3 separate regions of the Mus musculus genome follow, and regions 2 and 3 are each linked to region 1. Evidence: chromatin contacts called from public promoter capture Hi-C data. All regions are on one chromosome and are shown on one strand. Each heading gives the region's core, a stretch centred on a gene start, on an enhancer-like site or on the middle of the called end of the contact. The rest is flanking DNA. Distances are from core to core; before and after follow the strand shown. Region 1 holds the start of Nek5 (NIMA (never in mitosis gene a)-related expressed kinase 5). Region 2 overlaps Atp7b (ATPase, Cu++ transporting, beta polypeptide). Region 3 holds the start of Thsd1 (thrombospondin, type I, domain 1).

What was found. Promoter capture Hi-C pulls out the DNA fragments that hold promoters and counts their contacts. Capture Hi-C pulls out chosen DNA fragments and counts their contacts.
Region 2: a contact with region 1 is called in a promoter capture Hi-C map of liver, with 2.2 times the contacts expected there. The contact joins the enhancer-like site here to the promoter of Nek5 in region 1. A contact is called at or near these places in 6 of 39 promoter capture datasets (the 3T3-L1 cell line, embryonic stem cells, liver and 2 more), 2 of 115 datasets of contacts at active chromatin or transcription factors (both in embryonic stem cells) and 3 of 9 other capture datasets (adipose tissue, liver and pancreatic islet).
Region 3: a promoter capture Hi-C map of adipose tissue shows a contact between it and region 1. The contact joins the promoter of Thsd1 here to the promoter of Nek5 in region 1. A contact is called at or near these places in 1 of 484 Hi-C or Micro-C datasets (nephron progenitors) and 3 of 9 other capture datasets (adipose tissue, liver and pancreatic islet).

What each region holds. Positions count from the first base shown.
Region 1 is chr8:22,122,104-22,126,363 of GRCm38.p6, reverse strand. It overlaps Nek5 (NIMA (never in mitosis gene a)-related expressed kinase 5), which reads left to right and starts at 1,297. Exons shown (of 19, transcript NM_001347318.2): 1 at 1,297-1,378; 2 at 2,683-2,820. The coding sequence starts at 2,704.
Region 2 is chr8:22,034,543-22,038,519 of GRCm38.p6, reverse strand. The region is part of intron 1 of Atp7b (ATPase, Cu++ transporting, beta polypeptide); the gene reads left to right. Among named protein-coding and RNA genes, the nearest start is that of Atp7b, 24 kb to the left of the region's middle. Within about 2 kb of position 2,244, at least 3 of the 459 cell types and tissues checked have an H3K27ac peak or open chromatin away from gene starts, as enhancers often do. A contact at or near this core is called in liver, where this site is marked.
Region 3 is chr8:22,224,891-22,228,903 of GRCm38.p6, reverse strand. It overlaps Thsd1 (thrombospondin, type I, domain 1), which reads right to left and starts at 1,601. Exons shown (of 5, transcript NM_019576.2): 1 at 1,475-1,601.

The DNA of each region.
Region 1 (4,260 bases), core at 48-2,547:
ACAACAACAACAACAACAACAACAACACTTCATCTGTTCTAAGAAGTCCACTGTTGCCCATGTGGAACCCATTAGATTTTTAAGGAATTAATTTCCAAGATAATTTGATTTTAAAATTTTATTTCAATCAGTAGCATACTACTATAAAACAAAACAAATGCTGTAGTCAGGAAATACTAATTTCCAGTTATACGATTCTTTCGGAACATGGGAATCAGTAAGAATTTCAAACATTAAGAGGATTACATTTTTATAAAATTCTGTCCCAGGAAGTAGAATGTAGATAAAAGAGGGGGAAAAAAAAGGTGTGATGTCCGCTTTTAGAGAAGTGAGCTTTTTTGTGGAGGGGGCTGGATAACGGGGGGGGGGGGGTATGAAATGGTTACGGGTTTTAGATTCCACTGGATATAGCTATCTTGCTGTGTGAGTACCACCCCGAAAGTTATATATTCCCACAGGTAACCTATTGCAACGTGACTCTCAGGAAATGCTAGGTTGCAGATCACTGGGCAGCACCTGGGGTTTGTTAGTGGACCCAGGTTCTTTTCTGACATACACCTTTCAGCAGTAATTAAGACCTCGCATGAGAGCTAGAGAGATGGCTCAGCAATTAGTAGCACTGACTGCTCTTCCAGAGGTCCTGAGTTCAATTCCCAGCAACCACATGGTGTCTCACAACCATCTGTAATGAGATCTGATGCCCTCTTCTGGTGTGTCTGAAGACAGCAACAGTGTGCTCATTTATGTAAAATTAGTAATTCTTTAAGAAAAAAAAAAAAGACCTTGCATGAGAAACATGCTTCCTCCTGGGAGTATGTTACAGCTGTACACTGCTTAGCATGCTGGGGACCTTAGGAAAGTTGCCCCTAACTCCGTGCGCAAAAGGCCACCCAGAAAACAGGTCCGAGGCTTTAAAAAAAAAAATGCTGTTCATAGAATTCTGGAAAATGGCCACCCCAGCACACTCCCTGGAACCCGAAGGCTGCAACAAGAATCTGACATATCTTCCACCCCGCAGTTTTGGGAAAGTTTGCCCTTGGAGTGATTTCTCCCATTCCCTACTCTCCACTACAAAACCTTCTCAGACTTTGTCCCGCCTCCTCCTGCATCCTCAGACACCAAGCTACAGGTTGCCAACTCTCAGACCAATAAAAGTGTGCTTGTCCCACCTCTGACTTATTTATTATAGAGCGGAGGAGCGGGAAGACCCGGGGTACCTGGAAATGAGCCCTGGGGTTCTCCTCTGCTCCCGCCCAGCACTCCGCCCACTTCCCCCTCTCTCTCCCCCGGGCGAGGGTGGCCCTGCCCCTGCGTCTGGGAGGCTTAGCGGCTGGAGCACCGATTCTTCCATGCTCACTGCTTAACGCCCGCCGAGCAGGTAAGCTGAGCCCAATGTGTTCATTTTTCCGGAGCTGTCGCGGGCCCCTCGAAGCTGAGGGGAGAGAAATGGGAATCTAGGCAGGAGTAAACAGGGCGGCAACTAGGAAGCCCCGCTCACTGGGCTGCGTCGGTTTCCATGACAACGCACAAGCTACAAAAGTTCTGAACTCTGGTCTCCCGCCCACATGCTGGCTGTTGCCCTACGCTGACAACTTAGAAGTCCCCGTCTTGAAATTATAGGAAAACAACCTATAGTTGACCACCCAAGGCTTTAGAAGTCTGCATTGTGCCTGAGGCAGGAGGGTGACAAACTCAAGGCCTACGTGAACAGCTTAGACCTGTTTCAATAATGGTTTCCCAAAAGAATAAGCTCAATAGTAGGATGCCTACCCTGCATGTATGCAGTCCTGGGTTCGCTTCCCAGTACAGCAAAAAAAAAAAAAAAAAAAAAAAAAAAAAAAAAAAACCTTTATGCCCTGACTGTGGCATAAAAGGGAAACAGGAAAGCAACCTACAATGGAGTGCGTAGTCCACCTGTAAACTCCTGGAGCCCGTTGCCAGGACAGTCACCTGACTGCGGTTGCTAGAACTCTGGATCTCCCACTGACTGCAGCCCTACAGCCAGCCAGTAGATGGGGTATTTTTCCAAATTGGAGCGCAATTCATTGGAGAATGCCCAGACCCAACCAAGCCTCGGTTTCTATTCCTAGGAAGTACTAGTTAATCCCTCTTAGATAGATGTGATAGTTTGGTTCTAGAGGTAGATAATTACGAATTAGGTTTTTCTTTACATAAGGTTTGCAGAGACGTTTTGGTGATTCCTTGTTGTGTGTGACCAACAACTTTTGGATGGCATAGGTAGTACCTAAGGCCCCAAGTACATCTTAAATACCACAACGTAGAACCCCAGACACCAACAGAGTTCCCTGGCTTCCCTGTAGAAGGCAGCACGTCCCCACTGAGACCCGAACTGTGCGTGCCTCGCCCTTAGACTTACCGCTTTTTAGACAACCACCCACCCCGGACAAGCGACATGTCTTTCTTTCAAACACAAATAATTTTCCATTTCAGACGCTAGAGAAGAAAGGCTTTGTGAGGTGGTGAATTGTCTAAGATCCCAGCGTGACCTTGGAATCCACCAAACTAAACCCCTTTCCGCAGCGTTACTTGTGGCCAGAAGGAAGTTCCTTAGGTGTGTCTGAAACGCTGGGTGGAAAGTTTTAACAAACAGCTCCTTTGCTTTTCATCCCTCTTCTGCCGGCTAGTTGTCTTGTGCAGTCAAGGTTTTATTCTTCATTTTAGGAAGTTCTGACGCCTGGAGCCATGGATAACTTTCACCTGATTAAGATCATTGGGGAAGGCACCTTTGGGAAGGTGTACTTGGCTAAAGATAAATCAGAAAGCAGTCACTGTGTCATAAAAGAAATCAGTTTGACAAAGGTAAAGTTAAGTTTGAATTTTAGATAACTTTAAGTGGTATATCTAGCTTTAAATTTTGTTTGTTTGTTTATTATGCATATATACACGTGTGCCTGTGTGAATTTATGGGCACCTTGTGACTGCAAGCACCTGCAGAGGCCAGGCAGCATTGGAAGCCCCAGAACTTAATTTACAGGCAGTTCCGAGTCACCTGATGGGTGCTAAGAACTGAACCTAGGCCTTCTGCTCCAACAGTGGGCACTGAGTCGTCCCTCCAGCCCCCCCCCCCCCATATTTTTCTATGTTTGTTTATTTATTTATCTTTACTTATTCACTTTATATCTTGCTCACTGCCCTCTTCCCGGTCACCACAGTCCTTCTCCTGTCCCCCTTCCTCTTCTCCTCTGAGCAGGCAGGCAGCCCCCATAATCTTGCTATAGCATGAAAGCAAATACCTTTTTCACAGTTGTGCATTTTCAGGTTCACCTGATGCTCTCTTCTTTCATCCCCTTGAAACCCTCCCAGGAACATGTATTGCATTCATTCTCTTGGCCTGCTCTCCTCCCACTGAACAAAGGACTTGTCTGCATGCCCTTTACCTAACTTCATGTTCTCATTTTCTTTCTGTAATACTTTGATAGCCCAGGGGGTTGCACTATTAGGAGGTGTGGCTTTGTTGGAGTAGATGTGGCCTTGTTGGAGTGGGTATGTCACTGTGAGTGTGGGCTTTATTAACCCCATCCTAGCTGCCTGGAAGCCAGTCTTCTCCTAGCAGTCTTCAGATGAAGAAGTAAAACTCTCAGCTCCTCCTGAACCTCCTAGATGCTGCCATGTTCCCGCCTTGATGGTAATGGCCTGAATCTTTGAACCTGTAAGCCTGCCTCAATTAAATGTTGTCCTTATAAGAGGTGCCTTGGTCATGGTGTCTGTTCATAGCAGTAAAACCCTAACTAAGACACCTTCCCTCTGCTGTCTCCCACACCCCCTATGCCCCCTGCCCCCCAGCTCCATCCATCTCTACCACCCTGGTAGCTACATTTTTCAGAGTAAATTTAAAATTTAAAAAGCATTTTGAGCCTGGCGGCAGAGGCAGGCAGATTTCTGAGTTCGAGGCTAGCCTGGTCTACAAAGTGAGTTCCAGGACAGCCAGGGCTACACAGAGAAACCCTGTCTGGAAAAAAAAACAAAAAAACAAAAAAACAAACCCAAAACAAAACAAAAAAAAGCATTTTGAAATCTGAAATTCGTGTTCTGATCATGTTATTTAGAATAAGTCATGTGACACTGGATCTTAGATTAGAACCTAGGATTGAGAATGTCAATTAAAAAATATTGGCTGAGCTGTTTCAGTGGTGGAGTGTGTATTTAATATGTATATACAACACACACACACACACACACACACACACACACACACACACAGAAGGAGGCTGTTAGGGAGAAAGGAGACAGGTAATCGAA
Region 2 (3,977 bases), core at 995-3,494, 89 kb after region 1:
CACTGAAAGAGACACCGAAACAGAGACAAGAGAAAGTTTGCTAACTCTATTTATTAATTAATTTTACTCACTTGGGCAGGGGAGATGGCTTAATGCGTAAGGAACTTGCTGCGCAGGCGTAAGGGCCTAAGCTCGCGTCCTCAGCACTCTTGTAAAACTGGACATCGATAGCCACTGTAACCCCAGCACTCAGGGTGAAGAAAGACACTTCCTGAGGGTTCTCCGGGCAGCTTGATGAAAGGCAGGCTCCAGGCTCAGGTCTCAAATAAGGACAAGAGCAATAGAGACCCTTGAAGTTCAGTGACCTCTTCATGCACATGCATAGGGAAGCATGTACACACAAAACACCACACACACACACACACACGTCACAAACGCACACACACAAGCCACACACACACACACACACACACACGTCACAAACGCACACACACAAGCCACATACACACACAAACATAACATTTATTTTTTAAATTAAAATTTTTAAGTTTCAAAATATATAATTAAAAACATTAGAACACTTAAAGATAAACCTCAAACCGTATGTGCTAATGCATAGGCGTATATTCCTGTATGCTTGAGTGGCTCAACATAGAGACATCAGTTCTCCCACATTGGGACCATTAAGAGAGTAACACCTGTCTGTCTGGATACCTGGGATAATTTGGATGAGATCCGTTTTTTCCTTCCCCGCTCCCCCCAAAGCAGAGCCGTACCCCTGGCCCTGTGTGAGATGCTTTGAGTGTGGCAATCATTTTCATCTTCCTGCCTGTTGAATCTGATGTCCAGAGAATTCTGAGGTGAGGCTGGACCAAGTAGCGCATCTGTCGCTTTCCCAGAGTGGCTGTTGCTCTGGGCTACAACAATGACACCTGCTTCAAACAACAGAGAACAAATGGGAGCTTCTGTCAGAAGCCAGCAGGCGTTCCTTCTCAACTGATGGAGGATCTGCAGGAAAAAGTCCCCAGATGTTCTGAAGGATGGTGCCCTGAGGCGCAATGGGATGAAGCAGAGGCGCCTACAGGCCTTTCCCCAGCACTTTCAACCCCAGCCTGCTAACTCGAGGATTCTTTTTCAGAGCTTGCAGTGTAAGCTGTGTTGATTTTTAATATAAACCCGAGCAGGAGAGTTCCTTTTTACTCTCTCTGCAAACACAGTGCTAAAGAATGGAGCTGAGAACATGCACACACCACTTGTCCACACCGAAAGCGATCCAAACACCCCATGTGACTGTTGACAGATTGTTCTCGCTGCGGTGTGGCTCTGTGGTAGAGTGTTCACACAGGAGGGCCAAGGTTCACTCAGTTCTGCAACAGAGAGGCAAAGGAGACTCTTGATGGTTGTTTCGTAACTGTCCTTTGAAAAGCTTTGTCTCGTAAGTGCCTGTTGCAGAAAGCCTGCCTGTCTAGAACAGGCTGAGCACTGAGTATTGTCTGCCACTGATCAATTTCCTCTAACACTTCCACAAATCCTTTGCCAGGAATATGTAGAATCAGCTGGACAGAGATCGAGAGCTCTGGCGCCGAGGCCTGACTTTGGGATATCACAGGCAGAGCTAGAACCAGCTCATGGAGGGTGGGTAGTAGAGGAAAAAAAAATCTATAGAATTTTCTTCTAGAACATTAGATGGTTGAAGGGCTGTGTCTTGCCACAAGGAGGCAGTTTTCTATTTTCTGTGATGCTAGATGCAAGCAAATGCTCTTCAGTCGATTCTTAGTTTTTCTTCTACCCTTGATTTCTTTTCCTTTGAATCGGTGTTAATCATTGCCGACCCCCGGTCAAGCCATCATCCCAGGCCTCTGTTGCCTTCATACCGTTTTAACTTTTAAATCAATTAGTGTTCAGAATGGTAACTCATATGCAATTGTGTAGTAAAAATGACTTCTTTATTCCTGGGCAGTCTGGTCCCTCAGCTGCCCATCCTCTTCACACCACATTGGTTCCTTAGGCTTTTCCCTAAGGATAACCCGCCTGCCTAACGGTCTCTTGCCTCGCGTGGTTTTATTCAAGCCCTGTGTTTATTCCCTCCCAGCCCAACTGTTGGGCATTGTTACTGACACCGACCGCCAGGGATTTAACAGTGCTTACACGCTGAGACTTGTTCTCAGGGAATGATTGCCACCGTGACACCGGAATCCGCTACCTAACCATAAGGAAAAGCTATGTGGCAAACTGGACCAGTCTGCCAACTCCAGCTGACCTTCCAGCTGGCAGCGAGGCCCAGGTTAGCAGGCATGTGAAGAGTGAGCTGTTATTCTCCAGCCCCAGTGAGGTTCAGGTCACCACACATGATGGCAGGGATGGGCTGTTCCCACTGACTCTCATCCAGGGTGAGAAACTGAGCTGTCAGTACAAGCCATTAAGTTGTGTAGCAATAGAACACCTAAACAGGAGACACTACGTATCCTGTACCTTGTTCTTTGCACCGAACAATATATTTCAGTCTACTTCAGTATGTGCAGTGCTGCCTAATTCATGCTCAGAGCTGTGTAGTATTCCACTTTGTGGCTATGTAATAACTAGCCTACCAGACTCTTATTGTTTCTGCTTTTGTAAAATCAATGTCATCGTTACTCTAGAAACTTCATTTCACACTGCACATTTCTTGGATGAATTCTCAGGAGCTGAGTTGCTGAGTCAAACCTTTGTGAATTTGTTATTTTAATAGGTACTGCTAGATTGTCCTCCAGAGAGCTTCCATTCCCTTGAAGGAGATCAGAGAAGGACCTATTCTTTTCTTTCATTTATACTTTATGTGCGTGGGTGTTTTGACTGCCTGTATATCTTGTGCAGCCATGTACATGGCACACAGTACCTACATATTTCAGTAGAGGGCACTGGGTCCTCAGGAACTGGAGTTGGGATGGTTGTGAACTGCCAGCCTTGTGGATACTGAGAATCGAACCCTGGTCTCCTGAAAGAGCAGCCAGTGCTCTCAACTGTCGAACCATCTCTCCAGCCCCTCATGCTTTTCCTTTGAGGTCAGGTCACGTTGTGTTGTCCAGGCTGGAATGGAACTTGTGACCCTCCCACTTGAGTTTCCCAGTCCCTGCCATGACAGGTTAACACCACTGCTATTGGCCTAGCATCTCCTTTTTGATAATTTATGTTTCCTTTTTCTGGGACAAACCACCTTCTTTTTCCTGTTGAATTGTCGGCATTTGTCTTCTTCGAGGGAACATTACGGATCACTGACCCAGGTTTTGGTATGTGCTGTGTGAAGCAGGGTATTTATTTATTTATTTATTTATTTACATAGCGATTGATTGATTACTTTTTATTTTACCCTTTTCTCCTCAGCACACCTCCACAGCTTTGCTCACAGGCACGCACTCCACTTGCACTTTCTGCTTCTGGGCCCTGGGAGTGAGTCTTTGCAGCCACGTACCCAAAGGTGATGGAGTGCTGATAACAATTACAGAAAAATCAGACTTTTAAGACCTATGGAGTTAAGACGCTGCCTGTTCCGTCCGGGATTTGCAACTCAGCAGAAGTTTAAGATGGAAGGGCTGCTGATTTCTTTGGGGTTCAGTAACAGTGAGGGCAGGTGGGGCGGGGCTGGGGGAGGGTTCTCACTGTTCTACAGGGAGACAGGAAATTGCACCATGCTCTCCTCCCCTCCAGAAAGCATCCACACTCTCCACATCCATTGGATACTGTTAGGGTGACAACGGATAGGTTCAAGATGACAGGATGTCAGAGCAGAAGGGAGCCTTCACAACCCTAATCAGTGTGTGTGTGTGTGTGTGTGTGTGTGTGTGTGTGTGTGTATCAGAATAATGTCTTTATAGGAGTTGCTTCTCTTCTTCCACCAAGTGAGTCTTGGGGACTCGGCTCCTCTTTACCTTTACCTGCTGAGCTATCTTGCCGACTTGAGCCCAGTAATTTCACAAATGTTGTCTTCAGTTTTCTTATTTTGTATTCATGCTTTTACACCTTGAGATGGCTTGGCTCTCCATTTTCTCCATTCAGGGTGG
Region 3 (4,013 bases), core at 352-2,851, 100 kb before region 1:
AAACAAGCCACCACTCAGTGGGAAGGAAGCTGGTGTGTCTCTATTAGCTTTTGTTCAGTAAGAGCTAGGAGAACAAAGGAAACTCTGCACTTCCTGAAAACGAAGGGGTGGGGGTTGCAGCTTAACTATGCAGATGATTGGCCTCCCTTCCTTTCCTCAGCGCATCAAAAAAGGAAATTCTGTTTTAGTGGAAGTCGCCTTGGATTTGATCTAATCATTACCTTGAATTTGGATGGGGAACACGACTTTAAGACTTCAGATGAAAGACTCAGAGGAAGCATCCCATGGTGGCCCCAGCATCTGTAGCTCCCCCCAAAATCTGAGGCAGGAGGATGGCTTAAGCCTAGGAGTCTGAGACCAGCCTAGACAACATAATAGGACACCACCTAGCAGCGGCCTCCGGAAAGGTGAACTCAGCTTTCTTGGATGGCTTGCTTCTCGGAGATAATATTCTTCTTAAAACTCTTTCTCATCACTGATTCTGTGATTGCATTTTCTTGCTTATGAAGATGGGTGGTTAAATACAGACCTGTGTGATGATCTGTACTTAGAGCTGGACAGAGATGGAATTATAGAACGCAGTCTACCTGAGCATTAGGGCATGCACTATGATGATGATTATAATAAGCCTCTAAAATGGGAGGGGGCACTACTGATTATTACCTTTTTTCACCACGTCCCCAATTCCCTGAGTAGTTGCTGAGTAAAATGTTTGGTGCTGAGAATCATTTTAAGAAAGTAGGAAAGTGGGAACATTTTCAAGATGTTTGAAATGCTTTGTATAGGGCTTGGGTGGTAGAGGACTTGCCTAGCATGTGAGAGACCCTGGGTTTGAACCTTTGGAGCTAAGAAAAACAGTAAAAGTCCCAGCCGAGAAAGTGGAGAAAAGTGTGTGTGGATATTCTCAATGGCTAACAGAATCACCCCCTCCCCCCCTTAAAGCCAAGCTTTTCAGAAAGCAGCTAAATGATTCATAGCCGACAACAAAGGAAAATTAATTTATATCCACAGGACATCGTTAAAGAATAAAAGGAGGAAAATAAAAGAATAGAAGGAGAAACAAAGTAATTTCACAAGCAAGGCTTCTGTGTATAGATCCAGGAATAATGTCTGTTAGGAGGCAATCTGGATCCCAGAGCTGCGCTTCTGAACAAGCTTTCTCTATCCCAACCATGGGGTGAGCTGTGCGTCCCCCGTGAAGCCCTGCTCTCCTACCAACTCACTTTCCAGAGGTGCTTCAAGTTCCCGGGTGCAAACCCAGTCCAGTGGTAGTCAGCATAAAACTTGTTACTGAGGTCATTGCTTATTGTTAGTATCCCAGAAAGAGACTTTTGGAAAGCCACAAACGTATGTCGCAACGTTGAGTTTCCAAAGGTTCCAATCTGAACTCCTGCCTTTGAGAGTCCCGTCATTCGGCCACGCCTGCGCCAGGTGCCCGCCCTGGTGGTGGGCCACCTGAGCTTCGGATCCTTACCTCGGGTCGGGTCTGTCTGGCACGGCGGAAGTGAGAGGGGAGCCTCAGCGGCCACAGGGTGACTGACCGAGCATCTCCCGTCCCGCAGCTGCACGCCCGCCCGGGTCCAGAGCTCCGGCACGCTCCCAGGCTGCCGGGACCACGCCCCGAGGCGGGCTCTCAGAGGGCGGGGGTCAAGCGCAAGAGGTCCGCCCCGCTCCCACTCCTGGGCAGCGCATCTTCCTTTCCTGCCCGCCCCTAGCTTGCCCTGTGGAGAGGAAACCTGCAGGAAACTCTGGGTCCAGAGGCCCTGCTAGGAGGTGTGGTCGCTGCTAGTGCAGCACGTATTTACACCCACAGTCCACTTCCCGCTGCAAAGACCCAGTGCTTTAAGAGAGAGCCAGCAGCCTTGCACTTAAACCATTCACTTCTCCCCCATGTCATTTTCTTTTGGAGGGTGATCACAAGAAGAGCCAAAAAGTGGTATGGGTAATTTCTAAACTTGCTCCCCCAAATGTCACTGGAGTTTGAAAGGAATATACTTCAGATAAAGCGCATTTTCCTTTCTCTTCCTCTGGAGCAAAACTTGGTTAATTAAACATTTTAAAAATAAACATTTAAAAAAGTCTATTCTACAAGTATTTTCTTTCTGAAAGAACCGGAGGCTACGTTTCACGTGGTTTAACAGCTGCACTTGCCATCCAGCGCTGTGCAGTGAGCTTTCTTTTGCGTGTAACAACCACTTAACAGACAAATTTAGTAATAGAAATCAGCATAGCCTCTAGATGGCCAGCACCCAGCAAGAGGTACCAGGAAACTCTCGAGGAGTGAAGCATGTTAGGACCGAGTTGTGTGGATTTACTGTGCATGTGTCAGACCCATGAGACTGGATGTGGGGCATGTGCCTGTAATCTCAGGAACTGGGGAAACAGGATTTCACATACCTGGTCAGCCTGGACTGTACAAACGAGAGCCTGTTCCTGGAGGCAGACTGTGGGCGAGGCACTACATACAGAGCAGCAGCGGAGCTCTTGCTTAGCAAGTTGGTGAGGGGGAGCCAATGGTTGGCTTGTAAATTTCGCCTCAAGTTTGGAGATTATGCCAGTTGCAGAAAGTTGATCTTAAAAGACAGCGCAGTCACTTAGATGCCATCAAAGGTCAAGTTTTTCTAGGGAGTAATCAACCAAGTGACCAAGGAAGTTCTCACTGCCGTCAATACGATCTGCTCTGTCATTCATCAGCTCAAGGTAGGATCCCTTTCAAATTCGTGCCTGCCATATGAACATCAGATAGTTCCTGGGACTATTGGTTTTGAAAACAAAAAACAAAATGCAATTTAAAAAAATCTCAATGGAAGCGCCTGTGTAGAGTTCAGCGGGTAAAGTCTTATGGTCGCACTTGGTGATTCCAGGTAGCCCTGAGTTGCCCAATCCCAGCTTTCCTCTGCAATAAAAGGAATATAGCAGTTAAAGTTTTGTGGGGAGTCAGTGAAACACAAAAGGCACCTTGCTCTGTATTAACCTTCCCAAGGACACTCTCACCAAAAAAAGGTCACTTTTTGGTTGTGAGACTTAAATCTTACATGCATTTTAAAAATAGCAGCCTTGTCTCCTGAGAGGCTCTGCAGTGCCTGACAAATACAGAGGTGGATGCTCACAACCATCCATTGGACGGAGCACGGGGTCCCCAATGAAGGAGCTAGAGAAAGTACCCAAGGAGCGGAAGGGGTCTGCAACCCTATAGGAAGAACAATATGAACTAACCAGTACCCTCCAGAGTTCTCTGGGACTAAACCACCAACCAAAGAAAACACATGGTTGGGACTCATGGCTCTAGCCGCATATGTAGCAGAGGATGGTCTAGTCGGTTATCAATGGGAGGAGAGGCCTTTGGTCCTGTGAAGGTTCTATACCCCAGTGTAGGGGAATGCCAGGGCCAGGAAGCGGGATTGGGTGGGTTGGTGAGCAGGGAGAGGGGGAAAGGGGTGGGGGTTTTCAGAGGGGAAACCAGGAAAGGGGATAACATTTGAAATGTTAAAAAAACAAAATGTAATAAAAAATCCTTTAAAAAATGTATCAGCCTTATTGAAATGTCTCATCATTTTAAATTATAGTTCATGAGAAACTGACTATCCTGGCTAGTTTTATGTCATCTTAACACAAGCTAGAGTCATCTGAAACCTCAATTAAAAAAAAATGCTTCCATAAAAATCACACTATAGGCAAGCCTATATAGCTCATTTCCTTAATTAGTGATTGATGGGCCCATTGTGGGTGGGGCTATCCCTAGGCTGATGGGTCTGGGTACTATGAAACAGCAGACTGAGCAAGCCAGTAAGCAGCACCCTCCGTGGCTTTGCATCAGCTCCTGCCTCCAGATTCCTGCTATGATTTACCTCAGTGATGGACTGTACTGAAATAAGCCCTTTTCTTCCCACACTGCTTTTGGTCATGGCAATAGAAACACCAACAAAGACCCTGTATTACTGTCTTTATGAGACAAACATGATATAAATCTTTTCTGAAATAAAGGTAACATCAGAGGAAGGACAGTGGTAGGA